Regions from separate parts of the Sus scrofa genome. Here region 1 is linked to region 2. Evidence: chromatin contacts called from public Hi-C data. All regions are on one chromosome and are shown on one strand. The core of a region is the stretch at or near the end of the contact, and the rest is flanking DNA. Distances in the headings are between cores, read along the strand shown.

The links. A called contact is a pair of places that touch in the nucleus more often than the background predicts.
Region 1: a Hi-C map of liver shows a contact between it and region 2, with 4 times the contacts expected there. The contact joins the promoter of HAP1 here to the promoter of DNAJC7 in region 2. A contact is called at or near these places in 4 of 47 Hi-C or Micro-C datasets (liver, retroperitoneal adipose tissue, skeletal muscle and 1 more) and 1 of 2 datasets of contacts at active chromatin or transcription factors (alveolar macrophages).

Annotation. Positions count from the first base shown.
Region 1 is chr12:20,935,706-20,939,943 of Sscrofa11.1, reverse strand. HAP1 (huntingtin-associated protein 1) reads right to left here and starts at 1,481. Exons shown (of 11, transcript XM_021066999.1): 1 at 1-1,481. The coding sequence starts at 376.
Region 2 is chr12:20,723,286-20,727,581 of Sscrofa11.1, reverse strand. DNAJC7 (dnaJ homolog subfamily C member 7) reads right to left here and starts at 1,645. Exons shown (of 15, transcript XM_003131409.5): 1 at 1,483-1,645. The coding sequence starts at 1,559.

The sequences.
Region 1 (4,238 bases), core at 232-2,731, 210 kb before region 2:
CCTTTCCAGTCCCCAAGCCACTGGCTTGGGAACCAAAAGGTCCTCGGAATATAAAGCGAGTCCACGGCACGTCCGAGTTGTCGAGCACGGACTGTGCATTCCCCTGGTCGACGGAGAATGCAGACGTGCGCTGGGCTCCTGCCTTGGATCCAGACTCGGAGGCCCGGCGAGCGCCTTCCGGGGGTCCTGAGACGCAACTGGATCCGTATCCTGCTCCCTGTCCAGCCTCGGGTGCCTGCGCAGGGACGGGTTCAGGCTCGGTGGAAGGCTGTGGAGCGGGATTGGCTGCGGACGGAGGAGCAGGGGTGACTGCTCCGGGATCCCCGGGTCCCGGCCCGTGCCCGGCGCATCCCTGCCCCAACTCTTTCGGGCGCATCTTGTGTCCGCAGTCGGCTGCCTGTCGCAGCCCGGCCTTTATAACCTGTGCCTAGCTGTGCGCCCGCCGGGCGGTACCACGCGTGGGGGGGTGGCCTAGGAGCAACTGGTGGTGCCCGAGACGAGGGGAGGCTCGGGGGAGAGAGCCAATGGGGGCGGAAAGAGAGCGCAAAAGTAAGAGAAAGGCGAAGAGAAGAAGCGAGTAAACGTTTCAGCTGGTTCCACGGGCTTGGGCTCCCAAGGCAGGCTATTCTCCCCTCTCCACCTCTTAAGAATGGTTTTGCCCAAAGCGGCCGCTTCCCCGGGATTTGGGTCCAGGGACTCTGAGGTCCCTAAGTGGGGGTACCCCCTCCCTCCGCTCTAGCCCGAGGCTTTTCGGCTACCTTCCCTGGATCTGACCTGTGAGTTGGGGCTGTATCGTGTCTTTCCTCGTTGGCTGGGAGATAAATCCAAACGCCAGGACGGTCTCCACGCGCTGCCCAGACTGGCGCGTCACACACGGATCCTGGACTTCATACCCCCAGCGCTCCAGCCGCTCGCTCGGCAGCCCTCTTTCTTATTTCTTGGTTCGTCTTATGGCCTTTCCTCATGCTTCACCTCTGCTTTCATTCGCTCTGCCCGACTCCTTCCACGCGGGCAAACTCCTGTTCTTCCGGAAGACCCCGCTTAGGTGTCTCCGCGTAAAGACTCCTCGGATCCCGCCCTCCTTCACGCCAGAGCATCCTTTACGCGATGGCAACTGTGGTCAGACCGTGTCTGCCTCCACGATCAGAGCTACTCCCCTTCAGCACGGGAAGCAGGTCCCTCAGAGCACAGCACAGGTCCTGGTACCTATGAGGGTCGCCGTAAGTAGGTCCTGAATGAACTGTAGGGCAGCAGAGGGGTCCAGGGGCCATTTCTGTGCCTTTGGACCAGAGGAACCCACAAAACCAAAAAGAGATGGCTGCTGCACTGATTCTTTTAAAGCCTTGGCATCATTCTTGGGGTCCCAGTTTTCCTCCTCTTGAATACTGTCAATCTCCAAATCCTGCTTGATTTACCTCCTAAATATTTCTAAATGTCTGCCTCCTTGTCAGCCCTTCTGCTGTGGAGGTCTCATTCTCTCTTCTAGATTGTTGTGATTCTCCCATTCCCCCATGCCATCCCCACCCCCAGAAATCCATCTCTAGCCCATCTCTCCCATTCATACTCCATTCCAGGTCACCCTTGTCTTTTTCCGCAGCAACGCCAGATCTGAGCCATGTCTGCAACCTACACCACAGCTCACGGCAACACTGGATCCTTAACCCACTGAGCGAGGCCAGGGATCGAACCCACAACCTCATGGTTCCTAGTCGGATTCGTTAACCACTGAGCCACGATGGGATCTCCATATATGTATTTTTTACATCTTCTTTATCCATTCATCTGTTGATGGGCACTTTGCTTCCATATCTTGGCTAATGTAAATAACACTGCTGTGAACATTAAGACTACATAAAGCATGCATGTTTTCTATGGTTTATTTGTCAGCAAAATAGTTTTCGTTGAAGTATAGTTGATTTACAATATTGTATTCAATTCTGGTGTACAGAAAACTGATCCAGTTGCCCATATATATTATTTTTCATATTCTTTTTTTTATAGGTTAATACAAAGTATTGGATATAGGTTCCTGTACTATACAGAAGGACCTTGCGGTTTATCTATTTTATTTTATTTTATTTTATTTTATTTTATTTTTTGTCTTTTTGCCATTTCTTGGGCTGCTCCCAAGGCATATGGAGGTTCCCAGGCTAGGGATCCAATCGGAGCTGTAGCCACCGGCCTACGCCAGAGCCACAGCAACGCGGGATCCGAGCCGCGTCTGCAACCTACACCACAGCTCACGGCAACGCTGGATCCTTAACCCACTGAGCAAGGCCAGGGACTGAACCCGCAACCTCACAGTTCCTCGCCACGACGGGAACTCCTGTTTATCTACTTTATATCTAGCAGTTTGCATCTGTTAATTTATATCTTCCCCACACTTTCCCCTTTGTTAATGATGTTTGTTTTCTGTGTCTGTGAGTCTGTTTCTGTTTTGTAAATAAGTCCATTTGTGTCATATTTTAGATTCAACATATAAGTGATATCATATGGTATTTGTCTTTCTCTGTCAGCGAAAATTCTTTTTTTTTTTTCTTTTTATGGGTGCACCTGCAGCCAATAGAAGTTCCCATGTGAGAGATGGAATCAGAGCTGCAGCTGGGGCTAAACCACAGCCATGGCAATACTGGATCCGAGGCACATCTGCAATCTATGTCCAAGCTTGCAGCAACACTGGATCCTTAACCCACTGAGCGAGGCCAAGGATTGAACCCACATCCTCACCGAGACTACATTGTGTCCTTAACCCACTGAGCCACGATGGGAACTCCAGCAAAAAGTCTTAAGGAGACAAAACCCAACCCCAAGGCTTCCTGTGGATAGTGAGGTTGGAGAACATCAGGAGGTGACAGGGCATCAGCATGGCCCAGACATAATGAGGCTTTAGCCTTGAAGCCCTGTCGAGTGGCTCCCCCATCAGCCACCAGCGTCCTGGACAAACTTACTGAGACACCTCACCTCTGCAGCTCCAACACCTAGCACAGGACAGGACATCAGTAGGGGACCGTTCAATTTTTGCTGCATAGATATTTGCCGAATTGAATTATCCCTGCCTTTGAGAAAACAGCCTCAAGGCCCCTGGGAAGTTTGCAGTGAAGAAGGAAATGGGATGGAGAAGACAGAGCTGAAGGGGACTGCAGGCTCGCCAGGTGACAGAACCCTCTAGGTCCAGGCACTGGTGCCCAGCAACTCTTACTACAGCCACTAGAGGGCAGTGCCAGACCATGGATCACCACCTCACCTCGCCACCCCCGACCAGGCTCCCTATTGCAGGGTCACTAACCCTGCAAAAGAGGCTGTGGAGGGATGGTGTCTCCATTTTACAGATGGAGAAACCAGGGCTCAGACCCCCGTGTCTCTACAGTAAGCATTGTGGCCTGGCTGATGGGTTTCTGCCACTGCCCAGGGCTGTGAAAGAGACCCAGTTCGGGGTCCCTGACCCAGGCCTGGGTCTGTGGTTCCCCTTCGGTCCTCCTGCTGCTGCTCTCACCCAAGAGATCAGCAGAGACCCTAGCTCTCTGCCCTCCCTCCCAGTACACACCCTCTGACCCCTGCTGGACCAGAGAGAGGACCATAGGGGGCACACGACCTGCCAGGCACACCCCACACCACAGCCATCAACTTGGGGCACAGACATGGTGATGCCCAGCCTTGGGCAACACCAGCACACACCCACCCAGCTCAGGCCACCTCCTCTGGCCTGAACCTGGAAAACACCCCGTGGGACAGGGTTCTCCGTGGACAGAGACTTTGAGGGTCAGTGCAGGGATCCGGGCAGGGCCAGGCACAGGACCACCTTCTGCATCAAACTGGGGAGCAGGCCAAGGGTGGGAGGGGTACCCTGGATATGGGACAGCCAGGACCCCTCACCTCCCCTGGACTCCGGCTCATCTCCTGCAGGCCTCAGGGGTGCCCTTCTCTGCATCCTGGCCCCACTTCCCCAGCACCAGGCAATGGCCCCCACAGTGGAAACCCCCACCTGCTGGAGTGCCCCCCACTTCCTTTACTTCTTCCCCCAGGACCCCGGCCAGAATACTGGAGCACAGAGCTCTCTGAGCCCGCTCCCTAGCCCAGGGCCAGGACATAGGGGTTTCCTGGGGGCCTGGGCCCTTCCTCCTGCTGTTTTCTGGTTTCTGGGACGGGGAAGAGAGAGACTTAAGGAGGGGGGTGTGAGGGGCTCCACTGGGAGGCCAGGATCCTAGCAGAGAGCAATTTCCTCCATTCCAAGACACAAC
Region 2 (4,296 bases), core at 396-2,895:
AACTCCATGTCAAAGAGATACATACTGAGCAGAGTGAGTTTACTTTAAATTACTTACAACCCAACTTCCTATTTATAGTACAAACAACCATTGAACTTTTTCCAAACACAAGGTAAATCCTTACAATTAACTTAAGCTCTGTGTATTGGGGGTAGTTGTGCGTCTCGTTTTGTACTTACTTAATGATGCTGATGATGCTTAATTCTAAATACCTGGAAGTAACTGGTTTGTGAAAGCTCAAAACTGAGAGAGACTAGTTGCTCTGGTTTCCTGACGTCTCTGAAATCCCAGGGGCCTACTCCACTTTGTGAGGCTCTTGGCTTCCAAGAGGTCAGGAACTTGGGACACTGACTGCAATAACCATCCTTAAACTTGGTAACTATTCATCTGCCTCCCTGAGCACCCCTTATGTTTCAAACCTGGACAGTAAAAACACACAAACAAACAAACAAAATACCCCTCAGAATCCTGACTGCAGATCTCATGAACTACGCACCACCTGAAACCACCCAGACTGAAGCCATATGGGCTTGATATAAAGATATGCAATAAGTAGGAAGGAGAACGAGGGAACCGTAGTCAATTAAGTTGCGCCTGATAAGGAAAGGGCTCCAAACTTCCAGAACCTTTTCGTGAATTCCGCTCCAGCATTAGGACAAGTATGACTACCCACAACTGTGTTCCAACCCCACTCCAATAACCTGCTTTAGCTGTAGCCAAAACCCAGAGTGTTCTCGAAAACCACTCACTCAGCAGCTCCCTTGGCTAGTCCGGACTGGCAATCTCGAGCCACTGCGGCTGCCCAGCAGCGCCAACAGCGCCCAAGCAGCTGGCCTCCTTCTTGCTGCTTAAGAAATAGTCCTGGGGAAAATGAGGATCTTAGGAAGGACGGAGGGGGACGGGGGGCTGGGCGTGCAGACCATGAGACAAGCCCCTCACCCTTCTTTATCACCTTCAACTTCTAGGGCAACCGAGGGGCCACCAGGTCAATAATGAAGACACACAATCACCTCGGGCCAGACTAGTACTCGCTGGGGTATAACTACGGAGGAAAGGGAGAGAGAAAAGAGGGTTCTGGCGATGCAAAGTGCTGATAGACAACAATGTGCAGAAGTTAGCAAGAGGAGGAGGGGGTCGGGGGCGATGTAAGAAGTCGTCATCACCACTGCGCCGCCTCCCCCACCCCGCAACAAACCTCCCAGATCCCCTCAGAGACCTGGCCTCTGCAATGAGGACGACCTTCCTCTCTGCTGGGGAAACAAGGCCGAGCCTCAGCTCCCCAGCCAGGCGGAAGCTGGAGGGAAGGGCCGACCTCCGAGAGCGCCCCTTCAGGGGGTCCATCCGGACTCGAGCCCAGATTGGGGGGGGGGGGTCTCGGAGGGCGGGGCATCGCCTCGACAGGGGCTGCACCACGGCAAGGACGGGGTTCCCGGAGCCACGGAGCTTAAGCTCGCCCGTTCCCCTACCCTGCCACCCGGTTACCTCTTCGCTTCCTCGTCGTCGAGCAGCTCTGGCCCGGTCGCCGCCATTACCACATCGCACTCCGCGGCAGCCGCCATCTTACCGCCGGGACCAGAGAGCCGGGTGGGAGGCCGGCGGTGAAGAGCACTTCCGGTCGGACCATCGAGCAGCTCGGCGGCGCTGCGCCCAGAGGGGTTCCCTCGGGCCCGTCTACCAGCGAGAGGCTCTGCTTGGGGCCAGAGCGGCCTCCCGCCCTCGGAGGTCCACGGTGGTCTCCGCCCTGGGGCGGGGACCCAGAGACGGTTCCTGTGCGTAGGGGGCGCCACTTTACCCTTGGGTCGGACGAGGGATACAGGCTGCTGTCTCCTCTCTAGGCTTTGGCTTTTCTCAGTATTCTGAGAGCCTCGTTGCCATAACAACTTCCAATCCTAGAGAGTCTCCCGTGAGGCTCGGAGAGTCGGACTGGGTAGGGATCCTGTGACCTGGAGGGAAAGAGCCCCCCCCCCCCACTACTATCTTTTCGACCTTGAGAGTGTGTCCACAGCTTCCTTCACGAAAGGAAAGAAGAGACACTTTGAGTCCTTCTTCCCCAGCGTTCATCGGCCCCTAGAAGCCCTGCCCAACCAAGCCAGAGGAACGCAGGGCGTCTTCACACCGCGCCTTTCATCCCCTCTGGATCTCCAAGCACCAACTGGTTCATCACCCTAATGACGCTGACCCTTTGATGAGGCTGCTTTCATGTCAGCCTCCGGGAGTGCCATCTCAGCATTAAACCTAGGGAGGGTGGCATGGGGCCCCAGACTCTGCTCTGGAGTTTATAAGGCAGCTCACGGGGTGAGGTCCCTTCTCCACAGTGTCCCCATTGCTCTCAACCCTTATGTAAACTCCCTGCTCAGCACGCTTGTCTTGTCAAATGCAGTCTGGATCGGGAACTCAGAGAGGGCAAGGACACAGCCTGATCATCTTTTTAGCAACTCCCTTCACTCAAACCAATAATATTTGTGGCCTTGAATTGTATTGGGGTTTCCTGAGGTTAAATTGGGGGAGTTTGAAGTTAAAAATTAAAGTTAACCGGTACTGGAGTTCCCGTCGTGGCTCAGCAGAAACGAATCTGACTAGCATCCATGAGGACACAGGTTCCATCCCTGGCCTTGCTCAGTGGATTAAGGATCTGGCGTTGCCCTGAGCTGTGGTGTAGGTCGCAGAGGTGGCTCAGATCTGGCGTTGCTGTGGCTGTGGTGTAGGTTCCCTAGCCTGGAAACCTCCATATGCTGTGGGTGCGGCCCTAAAAAAAGATTAAAAAAAAAATTAGAGTTAATGGATACTAAAATAAGAGGGGCTCAAGGGAATTTAAAAAGGATTTATCCCCCTTCTTCAGTAAAACAGTCTGTGCCATTGTTGGTAAGTTGCCTGCATGGCCCCTGCCTATCACAGTGCTGAGGAAGCTAAATCACACCTAGCACCTGGGGAACAGAGGATGGGAGAGGCTCAGGTTTTTGGAAGAGAAAAGTCGTTCATCCAGCCAGTCATTCAGCAGCCCTCTCTAAAGTGCCTACTTTTTGCTAGGTTGGGAAGGCACAGACTCGGACCACCTGCCCCATTTGCCAGTGGCTTGGCAGCCTACAGTCTAATGCAGAAGGCCATCTGTCTTTAAGTATCTTCCAAATTTGTGTTCTCTGAATCTAAGATTCCCCATATATCTCCAAGTCTTACTGATTCTCTTACCAAATGTCTCCCCAGTCTAACTCCTTTCCATCCCAGTTCAGGCTCTCATCATTAAAAAGCAAAACAGGAGTTCCCGTTGTAGCGCAGTGGTTAACGAATCCGACTAGGAACCATGAGATTGCGGGTTCGATCCCTGCCCTTGCTCAGTGGGTTAATGATCCAGCGTTGCCGTGAGCTGTGGTGTAGGTCGCAGATGCGGCTTGGATCCCTCGTTGCTGTGGCTCTGGCATAGGCTGGTAGCTGTAGCTCTGATTCGACCCCTAGCCTGGGAACCTCCATATGCCGCAGGAGCGGCCCAAGAAGTGGCAAAAAGACAAAAAAAAAAAAAAAAAAAGCAAAACAAAGCTTGGAATGCTACCATAATCTCCTCACTAACCCCACATCTCATCTCTCTCCAAGCTTCATTCTTCTACCAGAGTGGCAAGTGGCCTTCTTTTTTTTTTTTTTTTTTTTAATATGGCCATACCTACAACATGTGAAAGTTCACTGGGCCAGGGACTGAATCCCAGTTGCCACCACAGGTGCAGCAACACCGGATCCTTTTAGCCAACTGTGCCAGCTGGGGATCAAACCTGTGTGTCCCTCTGTAGAGACCTGAGCTGCTGCAGTTGGATTCTTAATCCAGTGCACCAGAGTGGGAATTCCCAGAGTGACTTTTTTTTTTTTTCTTTTTTTTAAATGGCTGCACCTCTGGCCCATGGAAGTTCCTGGGCCAGAGATTGAATCAGCAGCTGCAGCAACATGGGAACCTTTAAGCCACTGTACCAGGCTGGGGATTAAGCCGGAGCTTCTGAAACAACCCAAGCTACCGCAGGAGGACATAAATCCTCCAGGAAGGTTCCAAGGAGTTCGTGGTGTCCACTGCCCCCCACCCCAGGTAAATGCCCCTTGGTTGTGCTCCCGTAGCCCTTCTGTAGTAACTCTTACCATGCTGTACTGTAATTGTTGGTTTAGATGTCTAGTTCCTCTAGATGATGAGGTTTTCTTCTTTTTTATTTTTTTTTCTTTTTCAGCTGCACCCAAGGCAGCTGCACCCATAAGAAGTCCCCAGGTTTAGGGGTCCAATCTGGCCTATGCTACAGCAACGCAGGATCCGAGCGGCTTCTGTGA